Regions from separate parts of the Zea mays genome. Here region 2 is linked to region 1. Evidence: chromatin contacts called from public Hi-C data. All regions are on one chromosome and are shown on one strand. Each heading gives the region's core, a stretch centred on a gene start, on an enhancer-like site or on the middle of the called end of the contact. The rest is flanking DNA. Distances are from core to core; before and after follow the strand shown.

Region 1 (6,297 bases), core at 2,536-5,035:
AGCGGTCTTTCTTCACATGTTTATTTTTTCCTAAAAGGAAGAGTGGGAATGCAGGCTGTTTCGAAAGAAACTATGAAAAAAAACATTTCTCGTCCAATCGAACAGGGCTCGCGAACCTAGTCTAGTATAGTGGGATGAACTCCACGCCTGCCTGAAAGCATGAGTGCCGGGGCATTATCCAGTTTCAGTTTCCCATCCTGTTGGTTGTGTTCTTCTTAGCGAGTGATCATTGGATGGATGTGGCGAGGGTCGCAATGGATGGCGACCAGGTGGTACACCGGCGGCTCGTCACAGGAGCGGGCCAGGGCACGGGGTGGGTCATCGTCGGAGGGGACTGGTCACCCTAAAATTCCCACATTTCAGGATGTGAATGGGAAGAAAAATTAATGCAGCGGCGGCATGGCTAGGAGAGGCGCTCGAGCATGGCTAGGTGCTTGTGGTGGAGGTAGCAACGTCGATGGGGTCGGCAGCGGCGGCAGTCACCGCCATGGGAGGGGGCGCAGGACGTGCCCGTGGCAAGGGCGTACACGCCAATAGGGGCGCTGGTGGCCAGGCACCGCTAGGTGCAGAGAAGTTGTTTGGGGTTCGACGGGCACCGCCATGATCGTGGTCAGCCGTGTGGTTGGAGGAGCGGCAACGAGCAAGGTGGGCGCAGCCGGCGTCGCGGACGAAGGCGTGGAGATGAGTTTGTCCGCCGCGGCCTTCGGCGCGGGCGGAGGACTCGGGCCGTGACTACAGGAAAGGGAAGTGCGTCGGGCACCTGCGTAGTGCGAAATTAGAGCGTCGAGGCAGGGGATCTGGCCGCGTCGTCGGCCCATCAGCTGGACAGGGGCGCGGTGACCATAGACGAGGCTTTTGCGTTGTGGATGAAGGGAAAGTACCCATCGGCTGGAGGGAGGGAGGTGCTCGTCGGCAGGAGGGAGGGTGGGAAGAGGATACTAGCTAGATACGATATTGGAAACCCCCAAACCCTAATTAGGGTGGGCATAGTGTCTATATATCGCCAGTATATGGACTCCAAGCCCCATTACAATATTAGCACACACACAGTCCAACAAAAACTTATGTATGTGGTGCGTGTCGGAGAGCACGGGCGGGCCCAAAGGGTATTATGGGTAGGCCCCTGACTACCCTGTAATTTGCTCCAAAAACAAACTACTACTCAGAGTTTAGGCTCAAAAATACAAATATATGTAATTTGCAACCTAACTTGATGAATTAAATACATTATAACACATTTTAGTTATTTTCTACTCATAACGAATTGAGAGAAATTATATATATGTAGTATTAAATTATACATGGTATTATTTTTGTTCTCGACTACCCTAGGTTTAAATCCTGGGTCCGCCGGTGTCGGGGAAGGGGGGGGGGGAGGGCTGGATCCTATACACAGCTCTCCGACATTCAAGAAAAGAAGTTCTCAAAGAATGTTTTGCAATGCTAGAAATCAGTTGAATCTCACCCACTAGTAGTAATAATAGCCTAGCTGGATGACTATACTGTACTTGGGTGCCATCTGCTCCCTGTATATGAGTTAATTCGAGTAGTTATATGTTTTAAGAACATTGCTGCTTTCCACAGTTGCTAGAACTTGCAATTATGTGTATTGATTTCTTCAGCTTAGTGTTATGCTGTTTGATATGTTCCAACTAATGTATCATTGAACTTCAATAGTTGCATTGCATTTAACTTTTTGGTTGTTTTCTGCAGGCAAAACAAGAAGCTTGGTGGCTTGTCCTGGGGAATGCTACAAGTTCAGAGCTGTATGGTCTGAAAAGAATTAGTTTTGCAGATCGGGTGATTAATACTCGCATGGAATTGCCACAGACGTTCAATGTGCAGGTAAATGAATTTTGTTGGGCTATATGCTAGGCTAGGCTCAGTGTTAAGATCTTCTGTGCTTTTGGGTGACTTGACAGATTGTACAGTTGCGCCTGAGACATCTATTACTACACAGTTGGCTTTTTACTTGTCGGGATACCATTACATCCTGTTAGTCTGCTGCATTAAGCCGTTAGTAGTAAATATCATAAATATGTATGCTTGAGATATCTTGATTCAAGCATGAAATCTGTGTGAGCTCTCATGTCTTTTATGATTCTTATCTCCCCCAGATGTGTGCATCGACCTTTTATGTTCTGACGATATGATTTTATTTCAGGAGACGAAGCTGATCTTGGTGTCGGATTGCTACCTAGGTTTTGACTTGGAGTATTCTCTTGAGCATCTCACCAAGGGTTGAGTGCTTTATTCAGAGCTGTTTGGGCTGTTTCATTTTGTATGGGTTCAGCAACCAGCTCATCCTAGATTGATCCTGTAATCACGAGACATGAGTTCATTCCATGAATTTTTGTTTGTATGACTACATCCCTCGTGTTCATGGTTATATTATATTTAATAGCTATATATACGAGTGGATAGGTTTATAACTTTCATGAAATATCTTTTCCGTAAGCATAGTAGATGTTTGAGCTCTAAGGTTATGACCAACAAATTGTGTATATGGTCGTGCAAAATACTATTTTATAATATAAACTATATTATTTACATGGTGAAGTTTGAAATAGAAGATCGAGATGAGTAAGTTGCTGGAATTAGCCTAAGGAAGATCTTCTATACTGTATGCACCTTAGAGATGGAAGTCTTCCGAAGAGAAAATGTTGCTCGAAGGAACTGAAATCGGGTGATGAGTCATTCCTGGTCGAGCATGAAATAACTATAATCCTAAAGAGGCCTCCTGGAGGTCTTGTTCGGTTGTGGATCAATCTCAGCCTGAATTCAATCATCTTCCTCTCTAAAGAGTTCACTTAGCCCACTTCTCTCGTCATGTTCAGTTAGTTCAATTCTCCGGTCACCGTCGTCTGGAATCGAACCACTTCTCTAGGGTCGTAGTCTCGTAGAACTGATCCTGTGCTGAAATCTACGCTGCATGCATGGGAGAGGACTGGTCTACGTTTCGCTATAAAATTGGCTGCACGTTAACTCGGCATTGAGACTGCTTTCAACGCTTGCTGCAACTCTTTCCCTTCAGTGCATGTAGGGGCTATAGGCTGACGCTAAAGCATACATCGCTTGTCCCTAGCTCCTCCCCTATCTGCGATAATGCTGGTGTATGACATAGTACACCGCTAGACCTAGAGGTACCACAACCGTCCCCCTTGCCTCGGTTTCTGTGCACAGAAGTATTTAGTAGTTGGAAAAAATTGATAATAGATGGTGAATAGGTATGAAAAATGGTATTTTATGATTATAGTGGGTATATGAGAATGATTTAAGGAGAAAAAGAACGCTGGCACGTGAGTGGGATATAGGGGGAGAAATTTAGAGGTAACCGCTCAACACAGTCTGAGATGAAAAGTAGATACCCATGGGCCATGGCTGCTCGGTGGGAATTAATCCCTTACAACCAAACATAAACATGTCCTAAGAGGGTTTAGGGTATAAAGATAGTTCTAACTCGTAGATTAAATTTTATGCTCCTTGTTACAATTTTTATCATTTTTACTATATAGATATGGAGGAGCACAACGACGATGGAAATCGTGTAATTAGAAAAATTAATGTTTTAATATAGTAGAGATAGAGATAAATGATAAATCACACACTAGGGATTGAGGGAGAATTTAATCTGGTAGAATAGCTATTTTTCGGGGAAAATAGTTGGGTGAGAAATACTATTTTTTTTAAGGTCAAGCTCCCTTTTGGAACCGGTCCACTGGGATCCCCCTAGCTAGCAGTTCTACAGGAGTGGCCCACAATCCATGCCTTCTTGTCCAAAGATCCACACAAATCCATAGGCTATTTTGTCAGAGAATGTTATCCTTTATCCCTATGAACGACAAGACGAGGGTACAACAGAAATGGGCCCCTGAAAGAGGTCAGAATGAGTTACAGGTAAAGTCAATAGAAAATTGATTATTCTACCCCTGAAATTCTCCAGTAGCTATTTTTTTTCTTCATTCTAAACCTACGGAAACTCGCAAACCCAATCGCAGCTCACTGATCAATTTAGACTGTATCATCACGAGATCATTCCACTAGCGAAACGGAACACCGGAAGCCGCAAGCGCCCAGCTTCATTGACGCATCTGGAGACAGTAGACGCTGGTCAATTTGCACAAAGCAAAATATAACCTCAGGAATATTGGCACTTCAAATTTACAAGAACCCGTTAGCGTTTAAACATCACGGGTACACAAGTTACAAGAATTCCCAAGCACTTTACCCGCCAATTGTTCCATGAATGCTTTCAGCACTACATAAAACTAGTAATAATTAACTGCTGACTAACAGGGGTGGTCAGTTAGACTGGAGGACACACTAGCCAATTTGCATCCCATCCTAAAGGAACCAAAGAACCCAGAGAAAGGCTCACATTATTATTTCCACTCTAGCCTGCCAACACTCCATCATCACGGATTTCTTAGAGATCGACAAATACCCAAGAAACCCACCAGATGCACTAAGCTAGTAAGCATCGACTTCTCTAAAAAAATTCTGAGGCTAATTACTCTTCATCGAGAAAAATGATGGGAGATCCACAGTTTTTTTCCTTCACTTTCCACAATATACATGGACCTATACTTGATATAAGGTGCATCAACAACAGCCAGCACTGACTTGATCGGCTGGAACATGTCCCCGGCCTGCCTCATCGTGGTACTGTGATGCTTCCAGTTCTCAAGTTACCCCTTGACAATATATGATCCTTCTGTTTGACCATGCTTTGCATGGGACAAGGAGCACTGGGAATCACAGGGCGCGACCCGGGATCATCATTGCGGCTAGAAAATAACTGAAGATCATTCCACTAGAGTGACAAACAGCACACTCCTTCAGGAAGATTTCCAGGCACGGCAAAAGACATGACATGTCTTTCAGGAAAAATTCTCCGAGGAGTCATTTCTGGAGCTGATGAACTCTCAACTGCCGCTGCATGGCTCCGGCCATGAAATCTTCCCAGACGATTTACAATAGAAATTCTCTCCAGATCTTGGCACTCCAGTTGCACATCTAGCATCGAGGCCCTCTTGTTCAAACTGTAACGAGAGGCAAATTGTGTTTCAGCCTAAAAGAAGGCAAATTGTGTTGATAAACAAATCGACTTTGACTTGAGCTTAATATAGATGTATCCGCACGGAACTAAGTTAAGAATCCTCCTAGGATACAGGGCGACACTGTTGGCTTGCACTTATACCAGACGAAAATGTGGGCAGAAAATTAGAAAGAAGAAAACATAGTTACAATTTCAAACTTTTTTATTCAAAGCAGTAATGTTGGAGAAGATAAAGAAACATATACCGATGAGAACCATTACAGCCATTAGCCACCGCTTACCTTATAAAGTCATTTTCCATCTTCCGGATTCTTCCAACGAAGACTTCCACAACCTTTGACACTCTGTCTTCCATTTTCTTAGCACTTGGTTGTTCAGATGGGCTAGTCCATGATAGAGTAAAATCAGAAAAAAGAGCATTTGAACAATAAGGTGGCCCAAACAAACATGTTCTTCATGCTTATATAAAATAATAACAAGCAAAGACACATAACAAACAACAATGATTTATTTTTGGGGGAGGCTTACTTATTTTCATCCTCCACAGGTGAGCAAGAGTTATATGATGATGATGCCATGCTGCATGCATCCCTTAGTGTCAACATTGATAGAGTGTATGTCGCACTTCCGTAAGCAGACACAGCTTGTGCTCTCAGAATGGTCGCTGGTATAGCAGGGAGAAGTTGCTGGATCAACTGGCTTGTCAAAATTAGCCTCTTCCGCGGCAAATAATTTAAAGGAGCATCGTCTGGAGTTTCTGCCTCATCCTATTCCAGAATTTAGTTCAGCATCAAGATAAATCGCTTGGACCAATATGGACAAGAACTGAAATAGCAGAATCGCAAAGTTGGCTAACCTTCTCAATTAACCGGTTAGCTGCCCAAGCCCAGTCCATCTCAGGTGTGCTGTGAATAAAGTAAAGATTTTCATGTTTGTAAGAAACATCAGAACCGTAAAATTAAAACAATTCAATCAAGGAATAGAGATATAGGAAAGTCACAGGAACTGGTGGTAGAACTTAAAAACTTAAACATATGTGTTGAAACATTACTGGAACCTGCAGCTTGAGGTATGTTTACCTGATGCCCCTCAATTTTCGTGGGCTTTCAATTATTTTATGCCAAGAAACAAGTGTGGAGTCCATAGTTTTACGCTTCTTAGGCCTTCTCATCATTGAAGACACTTTTACATTGGAAGGAACCAAAGCTTCCATTCTTGCTGATGGGAGATGATGCCCA
Region 2 (6,297 bases), core at 2,672-5,171, 200 kb after region 1:
ACGGATAACATCTTCTTCCGTAACCCGGTATGACAATTTGCTCATCTCATGCATAATTGCAAAAGCCAAATCATCCAAGCAATCAGCCTGAAGAACCAAGTTTGCAAGGTCACATAAGATCAATGATCATCAGGAAAAGGTTGACAAAAAAGGCATGCTGTTGCACAAGAGCAACATCACAAGATCACAGGACCACCGCATAAGCAAAAATTACGATTCACAACAGATTAGTGGGAAATAAAACTTGATTCAGCATTGAACTACAGGACAGACAAGCTACATTAACAGATAAATAGAAGCCTTATTAGTTTCAATATTTCGCAATAGATTTACCAAGTAGACATAGATATTGGGGCTCAATATTTTAGATTGAAGTAGAAAAGAAAGGTCCCTGTCTATTTTATTGTTTACAAATAGAAAAAAGGGCCTTCAATTTGGTATGTAAATAAAGATAAGAAATTCAGACTGGCAACTTTCGTCATCAAAAGCTATCAGAGCAATAGTCAATACAAATGCTAACTAGTGGTTCCAACCAACTGCAAGTGGTTAGAATTGCGAAAGGGCCTCTAGCTAAGTTGGTTAGGTGGTCTGAGTAGCACTTTTCAGGTCCTGAGTTCGACTCCCCGTGGGAGAGAATTCCAGGCTGGAGTAAAAAAAATCCCCTCGTCTGTCCCACGCAAAGCACAGGCCTGGTCCTGGTCGTTCTCACATGGGCTACACCACTACAGTGCCGTTGTGTATGGGTGTGGCAGGGGTTTGGGGGTTTTCTCAACCTATGCGAAAAGGTCTTCTACATGCCTGGGGGCTGTCTTACCCAACAACATTGTTGTCACTGAACAACATTGTTGTCACTGAATTCATCCCAACAACATTGTTGTCACTAACAAGACCCAACTGCAACACCCTGTGTGTATCTTAGATACAAGTTTTATGGGAGCTGGGAGAATTTAAAAAAAAAGGGCGTACCCAATGCCGTAGGCTTCCCGCACTGTACGGGGTCTGGGGAAGGGTATCTTTAAGCGCCAAGCCTTACCCGCATAATATGCAGAGGCTGGGGCTCGAACCCGGGACCTTCCGGTTACAGACGGTAGGCTCTACCGCTGCACCAGGCCCGCCCTTCAGCTGGGAGAATTTAATAGGAAGAAAAACAAAACACCACTAAAAGTGGATCTAGAGAGTGTGAATAGTGTCTATGTAAGGTATGTTTATTTATCTTACTATTCAAGGAATTTTAACAAATAAAATAGCTGTGGGTACACATTTCTTTCATAACAACGGATATGGATGACATATATGACAACACAATGTATACGATAAAATATTATTTCAGGCGATTTATGCCAACTTCAAAGGTAGAAATATAACATTAACCTTAGCAACAGCATAGACACCAAAAAGACCAGTGTCCTTGTAATTCGTATTGAATCCCATTACACTCTCAGCGATGTCATTGATTGCTGCCCTCTGCACAAGCTCTGAACTGTAAACAGTAAAGCAGGGTGACATGACAAAGATATGGTCAGTAACAGAATATCGAAAAATGTGGATCAGTCCTGTAAACATTATGACGAAAAGAAAATACCAGAAAAGGGAGTGAACTTACCCCATGTGCTTTCCTCCACCAGCACTCTTGTTCCATGAACCAAGCATTGTTTGCATAACCATCAGTGCAACAGAATCAGGATCCACCCATGATGCTCCATTGAAAGCAACAGCAAATTGAGCGAGGGGCATGTCATCATCAATGATTCGAACCTATCAAGAAGCATACAATGATGAGATAATGTGGGTTCATGACAAATACCACAACTAAGTAAAAAAAGTGCAGACCAAGTGCCGGACGTCCCACATGAGTGGGGTCTGGGGATGGGATAAACCAAGCAAACCTTCACCCACAAATGCGGAGAGGCTGCTTCAGACCATGACCTGGTGACTCAGTGAGACATCTCTCTCCACTGCTCCAGGCCAGCCCTTTAAATAGCACAACTAAGTATAGAGCAAAAATTGTAGAACCCACCTCAGAACCAGTGAAAGAGGCTGGCTGCTTAGAGACCAACATGTTTGTTGTTGTAGGGTCAGTTGATAGCTTGCTGAACAACTTCTTTGCCTGCTCAACAATGTCTTCATGTTTAACATTGCCTGCAGCTGTGATAACCTGAAAACATGCAGAAATACTTCCATCATACTCTAATAACAGGAACATAAAATGGCGCAGATGCATTGCAGCTGAAAATTTTAAATATTATGTACCATTCTAGAAGCTGTATAATGAGTTGCAATGTAGTTCTCGAGGTCCTCTTTGGTGATTGACTTGACGTTATCTGCAGAACCCAAGATTGGTCTGCCAAGGGATGTATATTGGAATGCAGTTGCATGGAGATGATCAAATATAACTTCTTCAGACTGTCCCTCAACCTATGCAAGGAAGAAACAGACAGAACATTTAAGCAAAAAGCATTTCATAACACTGAACACATATATTTTACTATACACAACACCTTGGATGTTTAACCAAATTGAGAATTACTAACAAGCAAAAGCAATTACAAGGGTTGATGACTATAGTGAACAAAGGATCCAAAACAAGTTGCTTATGAGACAGGTATTGGCTAGATGTCTTCAACCCTTTCATCTCCTTGCCCGCTAAAAAAATATGATTTCGCCCAGCTAACTTCTCAGCAAGTTTAAGAGGAACAAACGCCTAGCAGATTACTCACCTTGTTTCCTTACTCTAAATTTTCCAGAAAACTATCCCATGTCGAAATGCATTACCCTCTTTATGAATTATGATATGGCTTTAGTACTAGTAGAAATGCTAACAACAAACCAGAAAGATTTTCATCACACACCATAGAACACATAATGCATCTTATCTGAGGTAAATAAGACAATATCTTTAAGAAGATAAAAACTTCCTCAATAAAAAGACAAAAAAGTTCAACAGATCGATACACTTAACCATTGAGAGTAACGAACATAGATAAAACAAATGACTGATTAGTGATTATTACCCAGACTGGTTAATACAGCACAAAATTAAGAATTTTAAATAAACAACAGATATCTACAAGACTACAAATCAGGATGCATACCTCCTCCATCTCTCGTAGGATCACTTCGCGCTCACGTTCAATGCGGGCCTGGTCGAGATTGGAGTTCTGCAGGATGTCCGCGAGGACCTCCATCGCACGGGGCACGTCCTTGTCAAGCACCTTGGCGTAGTAGGTCGTCTGCTCCCGCGACGTGTAAGCGTTGAGGTGGCCACCCATGTCCTCAATCTCCTGCTCCAGCTGCGCGGCGCTACGCTTCCCTGTGCCCTTGAACAGCATGTGCTCGACAAAATGCGCGACGCCGGCCGCCTCCTCGTTCTCGTACCTGCTGCCCGCATCGATCCACACACCCACCGTAGCCGTGCGCGCGGCGAGGGACGACTCCGTGGCCACGCGCAGGCCGTTGGGCAGCGTGGTGACCCGGGTCTCCGGCGCCGCAAGGATGGCCGTGTGGTCGGCGTGGGACGGCACGGGGCTTGCATAGCGGAGGAAGCGCGGGTCTGGGTGCTCAAGCCGCCGGAGCCTGGCGTTAACGGCTTCGGCGATGCGATCGTACGGCATCACGGGAGCGCGCACCGGGGTCGCGTCGGGGGCTAGCACGCCGGGCGCCGCGGCGACGGCCGTGGAGGCCTCGCGCGCGTTCCCGGCCGCTGCCGCGGCGATGGCCGAGCGGCGGCGCACCGCTGTGGATAAGATGCGGCGGAACGCCATCGCGGCGGATCTGATGCCGTGCTCTCGCCGGCGGCGGCGGAGATCTGGCTGGACTAGGGTTTGGGCTCGGATGGATCGGGAGGAGATGGGGCAGGAGGAATAGCGGTGAAACGATGCCTGGGCCTGGTTGCCAAGGACGGAAGGAGAAGCGCTGGGTGCGCCGTGCGCGTAGAATAGCTTACGAGGGACCCACGTGTCATACAGAAGAGGTCATTGAAGCGTCTCGCTCTCGGGGAATGAAGACTGGATGGGCTCAATGCTCATGCGCTGGGCCCTGGGCCTAAAGCTTGTCACTGGATTAGGCAGTCAGGACTTCTTCCCGAATTGCAAAATACGGAACAAAAAGCAAAAAGCGGGACATGGAAGAGAAATACCCCATAAATCCCTCTAATTTTCTGTCCACCAAATCAGGCTTTACTAGACGGTGCCTCACTGCCTGAGCAGGTTGTGCCTAATCTAACAAAGAAAATGATTGAATCTATTGTGACTTGTGAGCACCTTTTGCTTTTATACGAGATCTCAAGTGACACACTTTTTAATACATATTTCTTTGACATTTTTACAAATTCATTCGTTTTGCATCAACCGTCAATTAATGCATCCCGCTCAACAAGTTTTTTTACAGCTATATACTCTCTTTATCCCAAAATAGGTGTGTACGAGTTATATAAGTTGACCAATTTTATTGAAAAAGACACTAACAACGAGTTAGTTTAATTAAATGCATTATAATATATGTTTTGGTAATATATTTATTTAGTAGTGTAGATGCAAACAAATTCCTTTGTAAATTTAATAAAGATAACTCTGATATAACATTTTTGTGTTGCTCATGAAACGATTTTGTTCGCGGGAAGAATTGAGTGTACATCAAATGAACACGTTAGAGCGCAGAAATTGAATTGAATTGTTCGAAGTTTCAGATTGCTACACTTCTGCACATACACAACCAGGTCAGCAACTGCAACATATTACTAGACCATCTCTTATCTTCTCTATCTACTATATTAAAACACCAGTTTCTCTAGTTTCACGGTTTCTATGGCCATTGTGCTAACTCATAGTTAAATGCCAAAACCATGCAGACATAAAGGTTCGAACCATAATTGTTGGTTCTAAACTCATATACAACATATTTTTCTCTTATATTATATACTTAAGCACAAATAGAAACTACCATATAAAAGCACACTGGGACTGCCGGGCTCATGCATAGCGGGCAAGAACCAACATTAAAGTACATATTAATATACCACAGAAAATTCATCCTTGAATTTCCTTATCAGTTTCTTGAACGACAAATTTCAAACCTCGGTGGGATTGCATCTGAAGCACAGAGCCAGCGATTAACAGAACTTGGAGGCAAGGCGATCCAAGCAAAGCTACAAAAACACGCTTGATAGCAATTTCTTCGCACATGGAAGAAGACGAATCAAGAATGAATAAGACGATGCCAGGAAATGGAAACAGTTGTTGGATCATGTGTGTCGATGCTCTGCATTTCTCGATTGCCACAGCGGATGTTGGCACTGATGTTGTGGATTCAGCTTTCCAAGTTCCATACATTGCTGTCGATAGTAACTGTCAGCCACCATTAACACGTAACCAAGCATGGTGAGCATGCTTTGCACAGATAAATAAATTCAGGGTTCGGGAAAGTAGTTTTGCGCATAAATATGTCAACTTAGTTATATTTTTTGGAAGTAAAAGCTCACCAGGATAACTTTTCTGGCCTGAGGTAGAATTTCGGTTCCATGGGAACTGTAGGAGGTTTTGTGGACCTATGCCGATAAAACGGATGAAAAAAGGTTAGTTCTGTAAATGACAATACATCTCTCAAGTATCGAGGTAGCAAACCAACAGTAAAAAAAGAATAAAAGGTAACTTATCAGGCCTGTAAATGAGTCAAAATCTAACTCGGTCATCACCTTTTGGGGATGAATGGGCGGTCAAAGTATGGCATGGGCTGAGCTTTAGGAATCAGCTCGGTTCTCCTCAGTTGCCTTATCCTTTCTTCTTCGTCTAATTCCTGTTGCCTTTCCCATTCTAATCTTTGTTGCTCAGCAAACTTGTTCCTATCCAAAACCTAAGTTCTCAAAAAGAACATGATCAAACATAATAGGTATATCGATTAACTCCAATGGCATTACATCTCAGATAGTAAAGTATGTAAAATAAGTTTTTAAGGGGCTCACGTGCTGATCAAATTCTGCACGTTCAAGAGCACGCACATCGCTATGCAAAACAAGGTCTATCGGCTCAGTTCTTTCTTTGACTGCAGGCTTTATCAAACACTGAAATGAGAAAAAATCACAATTTTGTCAAGATCTTAAGGGGTGTTTGAATGCACTAGAACTAATAGTTAGTTGACTAAAATTTATTAGTGGAATTAGCTAGCTAATAAATAGCTACCTAACTATTAACTGATTTACCAAAAATAGTTAATAGTTGAACTATTAGCTAGGGTGTTTGGATGCCTCAACTAATTTTAGTCACTAACTATTAGCTCTATTACATTCAAACACTCCCTAAACAC

What was found. A called contact is a pair of places that touch in the nucleus more often than the background predicts.
Region 2: a Hi-C map of leaf shows a contact between it and region 1, with 2.9 times the contacts expected there. The contact joins the promoter of LOC100283246 here to the enhancer-like site in region 1. A contact is called at or near these places in 3 of 25 Hi-C or Micro-C datasets (ear, leaf and root tip).

What each region holds. Positions count from the first base shown.
Region 1 is chr9:153,458,231-153,464,527 of Zm-B73-REFERENCE-NAM-5.0, forward strand. LOC103639442 (DExH-box ATP-dependent RNA helicase DExH14) reads left to right here. Exons shown (of 49, transcript XM_008662184.3): 48 at 1,714-1,845; 49 at 2,165-2,550. The coding sequence ends at 2,245. It overlaps LOC100381929, which reads right to left. Exons shown (of 8, transcript NM_001361557.1): 4 at 6,139-6,297; 5 at 5,916-5,964; 6 at 5,588-5,826; 7 at 5,341-5,442; 8 at 4,132-5,042. The coding sequence ends at 4,814. Among protein-coding and RNA genes, the nearest start is that of LOC100381929, 9.8 kb to the right of the region's middle. Within about 2 kb of position 3,786, at least 10 of the 20 cell types and tissues checked have an H3K27ac peak or open chromatin away from gene starts, as enhancers often do. A contact at or near this core is called in ear, leaf and root tip, where this site is marked.
Region 2 is chr9:153,658,821-153,665,117 of Zm-B73-REFERENCE-NAM-5.0, forward strand. It overlaps LOC100283246, which reads right to left and starts at 3,922. Exons shown (of 9, transcript NM_001156148.2): 1 at 3,093-3,922; 2 at 2,251-2,415; 3 at 2,018-2,155; 4 at 1,604-1,755; 5 at 1,372-1,480; 6 at 1-87. The coding sequence starts at 3,761. It overlaps LOC100277631, which reads right to left. Exons shown (of 9, transcript NM_001367297.1): 6 at 5,957-6,055; 7 at 5,690-5,847; 8 at 5,477-5,542; 9 at 4,889-5,342. The coding sequence ends at 5,240.